Regions from separate parts of the Mus musculus genome. Here region 1 is linked to region 2. Evidence: chromatin contacts called from public promoter capture Hi-C data. All regions are on one chromosome and are shown on one strand. Each heading gives the region's core, a stretch centred on a gene start, on an enhancer-like site or on the middle of the called end of the contact. The rest is flanking DNA. Distances are from core to core; before and after follow the strand shown.

What was found. Capture Hi-C pulls out chosen DNA fragments and counts their contacts.
Region 1: a promoter capture Hi-C map of pancreatic islet shows a contact between it and region 2. The contact joins the promoter of Slc4a10 here to the promoter of Tbr1 in region 2. A contact is called at or near these places in 1 of 39 promoter capture datasets (hippocampal neurons), 4 of 484 Hi-C or Micro-C datasets (brain, cerebral cortex and forebrain) and 2 of 9 other capture datasets (adipose tissue and pancreatic islet).

What each region holds. Positions count from the first base shown.
Region 1 is chr2:62,045,246-62,048,888 of GRCm38.p6, reverse strand. Slc4a10 (solute carrier family 4, sodium bicarbonate cotransporter-like, member 10) reads right to left here and starts at 2,374. Exons shown (of 26, transcript NM_033552.3): 1 at 2,197-2,374. The coding sequence starts at 2,244.
Region 2 is chr2:61,803,046-61,807,077 of GRCm38.p6, reverse strand. Tbr1 (T-box brain transcription factor 1) reads right to left here and starts at 2,625. Exons shown (of 6, transcript NM_009322.3): 1 at 1,679-2,625; 2 at 950-1,104; 3 at 325-446. The coding sequence starts at 2,370.

The sequences.
Region 1 (3,643 bases), core at 1,125-3,624, 240 kb before region 2:
AATGAAAAAATCTAACACAAAAATATTGAGTGATTTTTTTTAACTAGTTTTTGAAGATCTATAGTCTAGCCTGGCTTCCTTACAATGTAACCTTCAACATTTTATTTGGACTCCATGTGCCTCAATTTCTTATTTATTACATAGCAGAAATGACCTTTTTTTCTATTGATTAAAGCAATTGGAGAAGTTAAAAACAACACTATACAAATATAAAATCGGGCCAAAACCACCATTTTTTCCTAATTTTTTAGGCTTTTTAAAAACATATTGCTAACATGGTTCTTGTGTTACCATTAACCTGTAAAACTATTCTATATTATCCATTAACACCAAGGAAATGAAAACTTTTAAATGTGGCCTTTAATTCTTTTCTATGATAGTTCCTCTTTTCTAGCCAAACTTTTATGTTCCTTGCTCTTTTAAGCCACAAACCCATAGCCCAGTAAAGTCATCCATTTCTAAACCCCTGCAGATAATCCTCATTTGGTCTTAAATCCTTTAACTGCTCCCACCAAGTGACAATCCATAAGCCACATCAAACTGGCTTCAGCCTGCTTTTCTAGGACAAGTCCCAACCCCCATCCACTCCCCTGCCACAAAAGGGATTTTCCCCCCTATATTTAATCTTTCCTAAATCTCCATCCTGTAATTCCTGTGTATAGTTCCTGTCGTTTACAGAACAAACAGCTCCTGGTATCATTAAGACTATTTATTCCGAATAACCACAGAAGCACGATTTATGTATCTATTCAAGTTAAGAAGGTACACAAATCTTTTACTCGTTTTTTTTAAATACCACACACACACACACACACACACACACACACACAATGGCTCTAGCTTTACGACAGTGCTGGCCAATTATCTGACACCCTTTCCCACCCCCCACCACTGTCCTTGCTCTTAATTTAGGCTCTGTTCTTCGTGGTGACACTGGTGTTCTTCCCACCTCTCTGCTCCCTCCCTATCCAAACCTGGTGTCCTGGGGAACACTGGGCATGCTCAGTAGCCACAGCTGATGCAGGAAGCAAACCGGGATCTTTTTTTGCGGCATTAGAACCCGGCTGCAGCCTAAGGCCCTAAATCAGCGGCCCAGAAATTGCTCTATCCTTCTACGGAATCACATAACTGTGTATTAGAAAGATGAGAACGGATTTGGAAAAGGACAGTTTACAGCGGTCCTAGTCTGCAAGGTGGGTCACAACCGAAGAGCTTCTCTCTTACATGGTTTGGTGCTGCGGAGATTTCTGCTGTTCTGAGCAATGATCACGCTGATAGAAAGCTAGGAGCTAACGTTTGGCATCTCCGCTTCACCATGTATATACTGACCTCCTCCCACCCCTCACCCACGCCTCCCTTGAGCTGCCCCAGACTAAAAGGGATGCTGCCTTAAGTCAAAGTCTGTGCGCCAGACAGAGGGATTGTGTAGAAGACAGGCAAATCAATCACACCAAATATTAAATCAAGCAGGCGGCTAACGGACCCAGCGATAAACAAATGGGCTAATGTCAAATGACAGTTCAGGAACCTTTCAGATACTCATATGTGAATAGTATGCCTGTCTCCAAAAGCGCATACCTTCCACATACACGAACTGTGGCACACGTCCATTTGAGAAAGAACTGACAGACCACACACACTCACACACACACACACACACACACACACACACACACACACACACACACACACACGACCCTTTTCCCGTTTTCTGCTGAGATCAAATCTCTAGAGCTTCAAAACAGCAGCAGATTCCCTCACCTCACTGCCTGAGGATGGAGCACAGGAAGAAATGTATTAAGGGCTAAATAGGATAAGGGGGTTTGGGGGTTCTTTGCAGGAGCTTGAGTCAGCACTGCAAATCTTCGGAAACAGAAAGATAAGCAATAGCAGGCAGAGAGAAAGACACATAACTGTCCCTGCTGCTAAACCCTAGCCATTTCTTCAAACAGCAACAAATATGAGACATTTCATCACCATGCTGCATCCATATTGAGGAGGGAAAAAAAAAAAAAAAAGCATGTGCTCTGCTTTAAGCATTTTGGTCTCCGGAGATGGGAGGAGACCCTGTCCATATGCTGTGGGAGCTATCCACCACCCCAAAAGTACACTCTGCCAGCACCTAGCAGCGTACCACTTGCCTGACAGGTTCAGCAGCAAAGCGGTTAATCTATTTGACAGCAGGTTGTCTCTTACCGTAGGCAGCAGCGGCTCCATTTGGGCTCCCTGGTCTTTAATCTCCATGTTCTGTAACACCTCTGGAAAAAAAGCACCTTGCTCTGCAGTGTCTTCAGTGTCTTCCACTCAGCCGGGCACTCGCTCTGCTTAGTATTCGGATCAGGTAGCTCTGAAGCAGGAGGCAACTGCACACTCCAACTCACCAGAGTCACATGGCTCCTACTCACTCGGGCTGCTGGCCAGGTTTTGCACTGATTGCCTTGAATCCTTGGGCCGGTAAGAGAGATCCCCAAGCCCTGAATCACTGCCCACACCTGGATACTTGTATAAAGTACAGACGATGATGCTACAAGTCCAAAGGGCAGTGAGAATTTTGCCTGAGATGATAACTTCTTAAACAAATGAGTTCATGCTGGCCTCTAACCAGTTCAGTCTGATTTTGACACCTTAAGACACTCACTGCATTCCAGAATCCAATAGGAAATAATAGTTCAAATATGGTGATGTCAATGCAAAGTCTAAATAGGAGTTCTCTTACCTACTATCATTTAGTATGATATTTGAGGTAATATGACTTCAAAATTAGAATGTCAGTGAGCTTGAACCATTCACTAACTTAAAAATGTAAGTGGTAAAATAGACATTTACTATGTTTAAATTGTGAGAAACTGGCAAGTCATACACTATTAAAAAGGATTTTTTTCTAAAATTTGTCTCTCAAAACAGACAGGAATGGAAAATATTCTGACAATAGCAATAGCAATGACTAAAATATATTAAAGGTCAATTAAAAGGTGGCAAATCTGATCAGTAGCTTAGGCATATATTCCTTGCCTTAACTAGTTAAGTAATTCATGGAAGGAGAGGAGTCAAAGAACACCATTAGAAAAAAGACATTGGCGATGGTCTACACACACATTCTTTAAATAATTATGGAATTCATTTTGCATACATATTTCTTGAAATTAATTATGGGATCTGTCTTCTGAATGTGCAGTCAACCCCAGGGCTTCAGATATGCTAGGCAAATATTTACCGCTGAGCTGTATGTCCATCTCTTAGGTCTTTGAGAGAGGGTCTCAGTAAGAAGCAAAGAGTAGCCTTGAAATGGTTATCGTCCTGTCTCTTAGTCTTAAATGTTGAGATTATAGGGGGCGGCCAAAACAGTTCCTGGTTGTATCTATTTTAAGTAATGAAATCCATCTATCCCTGGACCTCAGACTAAGAATATAAAAGTTTAAAGTATATAAAAATAAAAATCTCTTAGGAGCTAAAAGAGGATGGCTATAATTTATTATAAACTTAAAAAGCCACCAGATTTTATAATCCTTAATGGTGGGAATTTACATAAAATAATATTAATAATACACTAAAGTTTATATATCTCTTATTGTAGATGGAATTATGGATAACTTTTTCATCTTCAATACAATTCTTAAAATAAGTTTTTATTGCTTTCTGGGAA
Region 2 (4,032 bases), core at 1,376-3,875:
CAAGCCCGACTGCCAATGTTCTGTCCCTTTCTTTCCTCCTTAGAAGAGGAACAAAGATTTTTCACAACCTACAAATCTCAACTGATTCCTTCCAAAATCAACCAGCATTTGCTTTTGGAAAGGCAAATCCCAGAATAAGGTCAGATATGAGGCAAAGAGAACAACTTTGTGGATTAAATATGTTTTGGGGAGGCAGAATTATGATTTTTGAAGTTTTCATTGATGGAAATAAATTCTACCGTGTTTTTGTGCTGCTGTAAACTGAAGAAGGGTGTGTGTCAGAGAGAGAGAGAGAGAGAGAGAGAGAGAGAGAGAGAGACTGACCTGCCCATTGTTGTTTGATGCTCCCTTGTTGTTGGTAAGTTTTAATTTTCCAAAAGAGATTTCTTGCCGCATCCAGTGAGCCCCAGTGTTGGGGGAATCCGGATGCATATAGACCCGGTTTCCTTAATAAAGAAATAGCTTGTTTACATATGCTGCTCTGGGCACTGCCCAGTCCCAACTCCTTAGCACATAAAACACACACACACACACACACACACACACCTCATTCAACAATGAAACCCATTACCTGTTTTTGGGGGGACATACTTTCTTCTCTTAACTGGGAATTATTAAAATAGCTTTACTGTCCAGTCCCAACTCTGTACCATATCACACACACACACACACACACACACACACACACACACACACACACACCTTCACAGAGAGGACCATTAGCTGGGCTTTTTTTTTTAAAGCCGCGATTTCTTCCCATTAACTAGGAATGATTAAAATAGCTTTTGCATAATCCTCCCCTTTCTGTCTGTCCCCTGTCCCTCTCTTCTTTAGGAAGTCATTGGCCGACCGTTTTTAAAAAGTCGCTCGAGCCAGTCCACAAAAGGCTTTAATTAATCATTCTCACCTAAATAAGTGTCAAGAAAACGTGTTAATTGGAAGGACTTGCCTTGCACATTGGTGTCCGCTTTGCCACAAGGAACCCATTTGCCTCCTTGAAACCTCCAGTGATTGGGATCCGCCAAAATCACATCCACAAAAATATTGTAATGAGCGGTGGGATCGAGACCAGAAATGTTAAAACTCAAAAAGGGAAACATGCGCCTGTTTAAATTAAGAAGAGAGAGAAAACAAGGGGGGAAAGGGAAAATAAATGTTAAAGATTAAATGCAAGAAGCGGGGCGCCAGAAAGCTAAGCAAAACTTGTCCTCGCCGCGTGTCTGAACGAAATGTCTGCTGATCTAGGAAAGGGGGTAGTGGGAGAAGGGAAGACGTAGGGCCGAAGTCGGGAAGAGCAGCGAGCGCTCTGCAGTGGGGGACCAACAGGGATCAGTGCTCGGTGGAGAGCCGGTGGCGGCCTGCTTCTCCACCTGTCGGCTCGGGCCAGCTTTGATGCGTCGCTCTGAATGCCTAGGAGCGGCCGCGGCTCTCCGTCGTGCTCTAGCCACTGACTGGTTCTCCGACCGCATTGGCACAGCAGGCTCCCCGCCACCAACATCACGGTGGTTATTATCCCTTCCACATTCCCCTTTTCCAAAACCAGCCAACTCCAGGACGCACCCGAGCGCCTCTCCACTCCGCTCCCCGACCCCACATAGTCGCTGCCCGGCGGTCACAACTTGGGTGCGTTCGCCCAGGGTCACGCCTGGAACAGCGGCAGCCAAGAAAGTAGCATTACCTTCCCTGTTTAGTGATGATCATCTCCGTTTGATGCCGATGAAATTTCAGCCAAAGTGGCCTGTTGCACAGGTATACTTGCGCCTTGCCGGGCACCAACCCGGGCTGGGTGGAGGAGAACTGGTAGAAAGGGGCTCCTTGGTAGGAGTGGCCGTACTGCTGTGGGTAGGGGTAGCCGGCCGTGGGGTAGCCCTGCGGCGAAGAGTTGGACAGCAGGCTGTTGTAAGCTCCGTTGGTAATGACCGGGTGGTGGGCCATGTAGCGACTGGGGCTGCCGATGGAGAAGGCGGGATGCGCCGGTCCGTGCTGGCTGGGGTACGGGAACATGGCACTGGGAGCGGTGGCCGCAGACTGTGGCTGGCTGGACTGAGAGAGTAGGTAACGATCTGCAGCAGAGCCATCGAAACTGTGACGAAGCTCAGAGACCCCGTCCAAGACAGGAGAGAGTTTACTTCTCTGGACGTCCCCTGGTGAGTCCTTGGAGTCAGGAAAATTGTCTGTATCTGACTGATTCGTCATCCCCCTGGTAATTTTTTTCAAAGGTGAACTTCTCTCCAGGTTGTCAGTGGTCGAGATAATGGGATGATCATGCAAGACAAGCTCAGATCCGCCCGAATGTGGGTAGCTGCTGCTCACATTGAGAAATTTCTTGGAGAGCATGATAGAAGGAGAGAGGCAATGCTCCAGCTGCATAGCTCTAGAACCTGAACGCTGGCCCTCCCGTCCCTGGGTTTTAAAGTCCTGTTTATCATACACTAGGAATCCACAGACCCCTCACTAGACAGAAAGCACTTCAACCAGCAAATGCTTCTCAAAGGTTTGATTTACTTTTTTTTTTCCCTGGGAGAAGAGATTGGCCAATTGACACTATGCAGCAATCAGAAAAGGCTCACTTTTGATCTTGCTGCTTATGCAGCCGATGAAACGGCTCTTGCCATTGGTTAGCTGCTGACAGTAATTTAATTAGATAGACATTAATTAGGATAATCACCTGGCTCCTGGTCGCGACGATCATGGCAAATTGAAGGGGATGATTTTATTGTTGGCTTGGGGGGTGGGGAAAGTGTGTTGGTTTACGTGAGCTCTGTTATGTCACCTTTAAGCTTTGTGACCACTGCTTCAGGAAGATTCAAAGATGTGCAATTTACTAAACAGTTCCTTACCCCCCCCCCTCTCTTTAGAGAGGAGGGGCGGAGGAGGGAATTCGATGATGCTAGGAGACTTTTCGGATCTGAATGAGCCAAATATTCAGTTGAATGTAACGATTTCAAGTGCAAAGTATACAAAGCGCGAGCCGGTGGCCTCTTCTCGCCCTGTAAAACTTCCAGAGTCTGTCTTTTCCAGTTAATACACAGAAGCACACACACCTGAGCCTGTGCTTTGTTGAATCGGTATTGCGTGTCCTTGCCGCCCCCTCCCCCACCTTTAAACTACACGAGTAAATAAATAAATAAACAAACCTCTGCCGCTGAAAGCCACAGCGTTAAGAGAGGAGAAGAGGAGGCAAAGCAGTTAACCCACCCAGCAACCCACCTCGGGAAGGTTCGGTTTCCGGCAGGGGTACAGAAACAGTGACAATCTATGATCTCCTTTTTAAGTTTTGAAATAATCATAAGCTGTCGCGCTGAAGTGCTTTAATGTATTTGCAGTCATGTTTACTGGGTCGTTACTAAATATTTTATCAGCCAACTTGGTTGCAGATCATCTGAAGAGCAGCTAGCTGGGGGCGGGCGCCATGTATCCTTTGAGCCCCACCGCACTTCCTCCTTTCCGAGGCACTGGCTTGGTGACAGGTTCATAAGCCTCGCCAGGAAAAAGAGAGGGCTGAGTCCCCAGTGCAAATGGGTTCTCTAGAAGCGTTGATCTGGGGAGACAGAGTGGAAGCGGTGTCAATGCGATGATCTTACTGACTGGTGTGGTGTGTGTGTGTGTGTGTGTGTGTGTGTGTGTGTGTGTGTGTGTGTGTGTGTGTAATGTTTACATAATCCAGAGGGAGAGAAAAAGAACCCATGCCAGTAATTTTTAAAAGAGGATTAGCGAAAAGAATCGATGTAAAGAGATTTTGGCACAAGTAATACGAGGCCCCAAGCAACTCTGAGGTATAGAGAGAAAAGATCTAGTACCTGCTTTCACAGGCGGCTAGCCTTCGGCCTCGAGCCAAGAGAGCCTGAGATCTATAAACCCAGAGCTCATGCTTGTGTCCAGGCATGGCCAACCCTGAAGGCAAGAGGTGCAGAAAAGCAGAGCCAACCCCGGGCTTAGCTCAGCTCGGCCAGCAAGGTGGTGAGCTCAGGGGGACTAAGAGAGTGCCAGGCGACCTGTCTGGCTCAGGACCGAGAGGCTCACACTCCACCC